Linked DNA regions of Mus musculus: region 2 is linked to region 1. Evidence: chromatin contacts called from public Hi-C data. All regions are on one chromosome and are shown on one strand. The core of a region is the stretch at or near the end of the contact, and the rest is flanking DNA. Distances in the headings are between cores, read along the strand shown. Region 1 has its middle 110 kb from the start of Try4. Region 2 holds the start of Prss2 (protease, serine 2).

The links. Hi-C and Micro-C count contacts between places; a contact is called where the count stands out from the background.
Region 2: a Hi-C map of CD8 T cells shows a contact between it and region 1, with 5 times the contacts expected there. The contact joins the promoter of Prss2 here to the enhancer-like site in region 1. A contact is called at or near these places in 19 of 39 promoter capture datasets (the 3T3-L1 cell line, the C10 cell line, the HPC-7 cell line and 12 more), 4 of 15 datasets of contacts at CTCF or cohesin (CD8 T cells, large pre-B cells, pro-B cells and 1 more), 63 of 484 Hi-C or Micro-C datasets (the AML12 cell line, B cells, the C2C12 cell line and 35 more), 3 of 115 datasets of contacts at active chromatin or transcription factors (CD8 T cells and bone marrow-derived dendritic cells) and 4 of 9 other capture datasets (adipose tissue, embryonic stem cells, liver and 1 more).

What each region holds. Positions count from the first base shown.
Region 1 is chr6:41,195,001-41,198,238 of GRCm38.p6, forward strand. It overlaps Tcrb. Among named protein-coding and RNA genes, the nearest start is that of Try4, 110 kb to the right of the region's middle. Within about 2 kb of position 1,676, at least 10 of the 459 cell types and tissues checked have an H3K27ac peak or open chromatin away from gene starts, as enhancers often do. A contact at or near this core is called in CD8 T cells, Th1 cells and group 2 innate lymphoid cells, where this site is marked.
Region 2 is chr6:41,520,323-41,523,560 of GRCm38.p6, forward strand. Prss2 (protease, serine 2) reads left to right here and starts at 1,454. Exons shown (of 5, transcript NM_009430.2): 1 at 1,454-1,521; 2 at 2,495-2,654. The coding sequence starts at 1,482. It also overlaps Tcrb.

The DNA.
Region 1 (3,238 bases), core at 426-2,925:
AGGAGATAAAGGAAAGAATTAGTGGGAGATGAAGTTTAAACAGACAGACAGACAGACAGACAGACAGACACACACACACACACACACACACCACATACACCCAGAGAAACACTGCACCACTAACAGCTAACTTCAGTACATTTACTGGCTATAACACAGACATAAAGGGCCTGTTTTATTTATACACACAAAACTCTTAGTATATAATAACAAACGGTTTAAATTGGAACATTTTGTAAGATTATACAGATAGAGACACCTTAGAAATATACAACAATTAATTTTTTAAAAAGAGGCAAGGGCAGGGCATGGTGGCACATGCTTTTAATCCCAGTACTTGGGAGGCAGAGGCAGGCGAATTTCTGAGTTCGAGGCTGGCCTGGTCTACAGAGTGAGTTCCAGGACAGCCAGGGCTATACAAAGAAACTCTGTCTCGAAAAACCAAAAAAAAAAAAAAAGGAAGGGCATATGGGACCAGGAACAAATACACTAGAAAATAAGCAAGATTTTAATACAAGAAATTACTTAGATTACAGAAAAATACATTTCAGAAGTCTGAAATAAGTGGAAATGTACAGTGTGGTCACAAATAAATGAGCCCGATAGTGAGATTTCCCACCCTTAGCATAATCATTTAAGTGTTTAGGACAACACTAAGTACAGTCACAAAAGGAAGCTCTCTTTTGTAAAAATTGGAGAAAACTAAAATTTAAGTGGATAAAAGAGGAGTATAGGTAAGATAACATTGAAAAACTATAAAGCAAAGTAATTTGCCCTGTGCTTTGAAAATTATTTTCAATATATAGCAAATGGAAATAGTCAAATAACAAAATAGGCATTTATAGATGAATTTAATATGTAATAGAAATGTCACTGCAGATAAAAAAGAGAGTGTTGTGGTATACTATGAACTAATCTAGAACAAGTGGTTTAGCCTACAAGAAATGATAAATTTAAACCTTTCTTCATGGGCATAAAACAAAATACATTACAAATGGATTAAGTGCTTAAATGTATACTCAAAATGTTAAGTACCTTGGTAGATAATCATGAGGTTGAATTTGGAGAATCTCTTGTAAATAATACAAGCGTGTGTATAATTAAAAAAAATGTAATTTCAACAAATGAAAACTGTAACAAAAATCATTTCTTTTTTTTATACTTTTTATTAGGTATTTTCCTCATTTACATTTCCAATGCTATCCCAAAAGTCCCCCATATCCTCCCACCCACTCCCCTACCCACCCACTCCCATTTTTTGGCCCTGGTGTTCCCCTGTACTGGGGCATATAAAGAACAAAAATCATTTCAAAGAGAGTATAAATGCAAATCATGACTTGGAAAGAATAGCAAGACCACCAAAAGGAGTAATATGCAGGAGATACAAAAATACCATGAGTGAAAAAGCTAATCAGCCAAAACCTAAGGGACAAAGGGCCACTTCTAGGACAGACAAGTAGCCTATGAATGTAAAAGATATCAATCTCTTTGTCAGACACAAATAAAAATTAAAATTTTATTTTACCATGTGGCAAAACTTTAGTTTAATAGACAAAATTAGAGAACTACTGAACATCAGTTAAGCCAGGGATGTGGCTCATTAAACACACTCATAAAGTACTGGGATAATTATTTGACTCAGTTAATCCAGCAAGGATTTTGTCATGCTGTGTAAAGTTAATGTGGCTGTGTGTATATTTCTACAGTGAGAGGAAATCTTGCCATATGTACAGTCCAGAGCCATGTACAAGACATGTAAAATATTGTTTGTAGTAGTAAAGATTCTACTTTGATGAAATTATCAAGAATGGTTAATGACCTTCAACAAATGAGTATAATAGGATGCTAAGTATGAATGGGAATGAATTGACTACGATTGTTCATACCGAAATGAATCCAAACAGAAAATAACATCCTAGACTATACAAATATACAAATAGGATAACTCTTTTGAGACAAATTTAAGTGGCATATAACATTGCATGACATAATTCAATATTCATATGTAAGTATTAAAAACCACAATGAAAACAAATAAATGACAAGTTTACTATCTGCACATAACTGAGTGTGGTGAAATCTAAGACCATTATAGACTCAAAACTTCTCAGCCATAATCTATCTCTTCAGCTCACTGTTTAAGTCTGAAAGATTCTCGAATTCCCGGCCAATGCACCAAATGAAAGATTTTCGAATTCCCGGCCAAATGAAAGACCCTCGAGGGGAGACCCTCACTCAGACACTCAAGTCCCGGGACAGCCGCGTACCCAAGAAGACACTGAGACCATACATAAAATGTAGAAGGCAAGATTTAATAAAGTAGCAACATGAAAGCACACAGACCAGAGCTCTGGGGTCGAAATAAAGCAGCAACATGAAAGCACACAGAGCTCTGGGGTCGAAACTCATACACCTTTGCACAGGGTAGAGGAGTCTCGACGACGACTCAAATTTTTCACAAGCTTTTAAAGGAAAAAACCACAAACTGGGAGGGGGAATGGGGAGGGAATAGGGGAAGTTTAACAACCACAAGTTTACTCAACCAAAGAGTCATATCCTGTGATTGGCAATACATCTGGCCTGTTGAAACATTCTGTGGTTGTTCCAGAAAATGTTTTTCTCAAGTATGTTTTCCAGATGGGAGGGGGTGGGCTCCGAGGTGAAAGTTCATGTTCTCACAAGAGGCCAGTAATTTTTCATTCTTCATTCCCCACTTCTTCTTGTAAGTAATTCTAATCTTAGAATTTCAGAAGTCTATATCTCTATGTGGAGAATACTGCATTTACTCTATCTTTAACATGGGAACAAAAACAGAATAAGGCGGATTAGTAAACAGAACTAGGCAGGGACCCTTTTAGTGAGGCTTGAGGGTCTCAGCATGACGCAGGTGTACGTAGATCAGATCTCTGGCTGGAACTGGTAAGATGTCCTTGGGGTACCCAGCTCGTTCACTGTAGCCAGTTGTGACCAGACTTTTTTCTGCACCACCTGTAAGCCTTTTAACAGTATACAGATCATTATTATAACAACATAGGTTTAAACACATTATTTAAGACAGTGATGGGCATAGGAGCCCCATAAAGGATCTTAAAAAGAGTAAAACCGAATCAAGAGTGAGTATTCTCAGTTTTAAATAGGGCAAGGGGAAGGGGCACCAAGTAAGTCTGTGCCAGTCTCTAGGATTAATTTTGTCAAGGTCTGTTTAGAGTTTTATTTATTCTTTTTTATCTTTCCTGAG
Region 2 (3,238 bases), core at 204-2,703, 330 kb after region 1:
GAATGGGGCCACTGAAGAGCCTGTTGAGCCCCATGTTGGCCTTTCCTGCAGTATACTCTGCATTTCCCCAACCTCTGGTCATCTTACCGTCTCCACCACAATTACAGTTTAAGCTCAGTTTTTTTCACCTTTATTTAGTATCTCTAGAATGTTCAGTATCTTGCAAAAAACACTGACACATAATCTCAGCTCCAATTGAAAGCTCCCAAAGCCTAGATTTGGAGTAAAGAAAAAGATAAACAATTGACAGCAAGGCTCCTCCAACTGACTGTATAACTAGATTAAAATTGATCCATCGCCAGTCAACTGTTTATCTTTTTCTTCACTTTTTCTTCTCTGGCCAGGTTTTACTGCAATAAATTGAGGGATGAGCATATTATAATACTCTTTTTTTTAAATTTTATTCTCTTTTTACAGTCCAGACTTTTATACCCCTCCCAGTCCACCTTCTGACTGTTCCACATCCCATACCTCTTCCCCCATCTCCAAGAGGATGTCCCCAACCCCCACTCCCACTCACCAGACCTCTTTTTATGTTAAAAATAGACATTTACAGAATCCTTTCATATCTATACACAACTAATTATCTCACTGGGACCCAGATTAAACACTGTCCAAACATTTTCTCACATCCAAAACATCATATATACTTTTATCTCAGGATGCATTTTCCTAGAATACGAGGTATTAATACTTAGTGTAATTTTCTGGAGCCTTGATGACCCTTAAAAGTGACATATGACAAGAGCAAAAGGCAACAGAAAAATAGAGCACAGTTTTGATGTGAGCATTCCACCCCTGTAACATATAGAGGAAGTACTTATTTAAGTTTTATCCATCCTCTTCAAAACACACCTTCAATCCATGAGTCTGGTTAGAAAAGAGCTAAGTGAAAGCCCCAGCTTAGATTGAATTCTGCACCTCCTAGTTTTTCATCATGGCTGTTTTAATTGCAGACCTTAGAACCCTTTAATTTCATCTTCTTGTTCAGTAAAATAGTCAGGTTCATAGATAAGGGGCTTAGGCAATGCTGATTTCCTACCATGAGGGCACCAAGCAACCCCACTAGTTACTAGAACCAGTCCTTGCTCAAAGTTCCTTAAAACATTAATGAAGTCAGGATGTCTAAGGATCTTAGACAGTCTTTGCTCTTCCTCTTATCACCTAAGCCTAAGAAATCCCACTGTGGAGACAAGGGCTTGACTTCCCCTGGTTTTTCCATTGCATGATCCTTCCAAGAAGCAATTGTCCTCCTTATGTGACCTGAGAAAAAAGTTCCCTTGTCACCTGTAGCTCGCCATGTGACAAGGGCACCAAACAGAGCAAAGCTGATGCAAGACTCTGGGAAAGAGAAACCTGCAGCTATGTTTGTGCAGGGAAAAAAAAAAATGACCCCTCCACTTTTAGCCAAGGTGCCTTCCTCTTTGTTTAGGGAACTATAAAGACAGGCACTCTTTCTGTGCTCATGACTTTCTGTCACCATGAGTGCACTTCTGATCCTAGCCCTTGTGGGAGCTGCTGGTGAGTTTCACTCTTTTTCCCAAGCTCTGTCTGTTCCACTGAATGAAATATATGAACTATCCCAATGCTGTCTCTTACCTATATTCTGATAGTCTCACCAGCCTCTCAAACCTTCTCCCTACTTTCCTGGCTTCTCATTCCTTGTTTTTCTCACTTAGCCTTTAATCTACTCTTGTCTCCAGTCTTCATTCTAATTGGTGCCAAGAGCAGGGAATGTTGAAAGGTGAAGCTAACAAGAAGGTTCCATAAAATGAGCCTGCATGTCCACTGCTTGACTCCAGCAGCTCTGTGATACTTCCACCACAGGTGTTCTTAAGGAAAAAATGTGTTTACAGACACAAAAAGCTTATTTTTGCTAAATATTCAACCATTAGAATTCTGATCCTATATGTCTTAGGTCTTGCCTGTTTAATAGGTCCATCTCTAAATAAACTTCATCTTACCAGTCAAAGTTAAGAAATACTGATATATTGGCAAGTTCATCGGCTATGTTTCCCTTGATAAGTCTAAGTTGTCTTGCATATTCCTTTCTATTCTTGATTCATTCTAAAGAGTTGATTTCTATGGGAAGCTAGCCTAGGTAAAAATTTTCTGTGAGACACTGGCCCAGGTAAAAAGCCAATATTCAGGTGGAACAGATAAGAAATACACATATATATAAATAAAGCAAGCAATGGGAAGAACTGACTTCTAATGGGATCCAATTAAGTGTTTTCTCAGGTAATTCTTGCTGTCCCATCACGGATGCTCAGAAGAGATCTGGGAACAGATCTAGTTCTGTGGGAACTATCTGTCTGTCCTACAGAACCTGATACTGGGAAGCCCTAAAATCTATGTTGCCTATTAGAGATAGAACGAGTGCAGCTTTCCTACACTCATGGTGCTCAGTAAGAAATCCTAAGGGTTTTAGCTGCCATGGAACCTCCAATACCCAGATGCATTTGCTTATTTTCATTTCCTATCTCCCATGAAGTTGCTTTCCCTGTGGATGATGATGACAAGATTGTTGGAGGATACACCTGCCGAGAGAGTTCTGTCCCCTATCAGGTGTCCCTAAATGCTGGCTACCACTTCTGTGGAGGTTCCCTCATCAATGACCAGTGGGTGGTGTCTGCAGCTCACTGCTACAAATAGTAAGTGACTAACCCCTAAGTAAGAAGCCCACGTTCTGGGAAATATTTAGAACACAGCACTTCGTCAAGTGGTGAAGTTGTAAGGTGAATGGGGGAAAGAAAGCCATGAGGAGAAGTTGCTGGCAGCAGTTAACTATTGTGAGCACTGTGGAAAATTTGATACAGAATAGGAAGGCTCTCATTTCCTCAACAAACTCATAAAATAGCAATGAATGTGAGTCATTAAACCAAGAAATATTTGTTTTGTTACTATACATACTTGTGAGAAAGTCAGGCAAGAACTTTGTACAACCACCACTAGCTAAGAAGAAAAATGAACTCCAACTTTTCAGAAATACAGCTAAAAATTGGTAAAACTCAATGCAGTCTCTACTAGGCTTTCTCAGTCCCAGGTATGTAACATAAATGACAGGGACACTGACTCAGTACTTGTAGAGTTGGGAACAAGAATGTAAACTTCCCTCAAGGTTCCATGTCATAATACTTTGGACTAAACAGGCCTAGGTCTCACATAATAATAGTCCTGAATAAAGCAAGAAATATTACTCATAGATCCTTCTGTCATTAACAAAGACTCAGAAAGT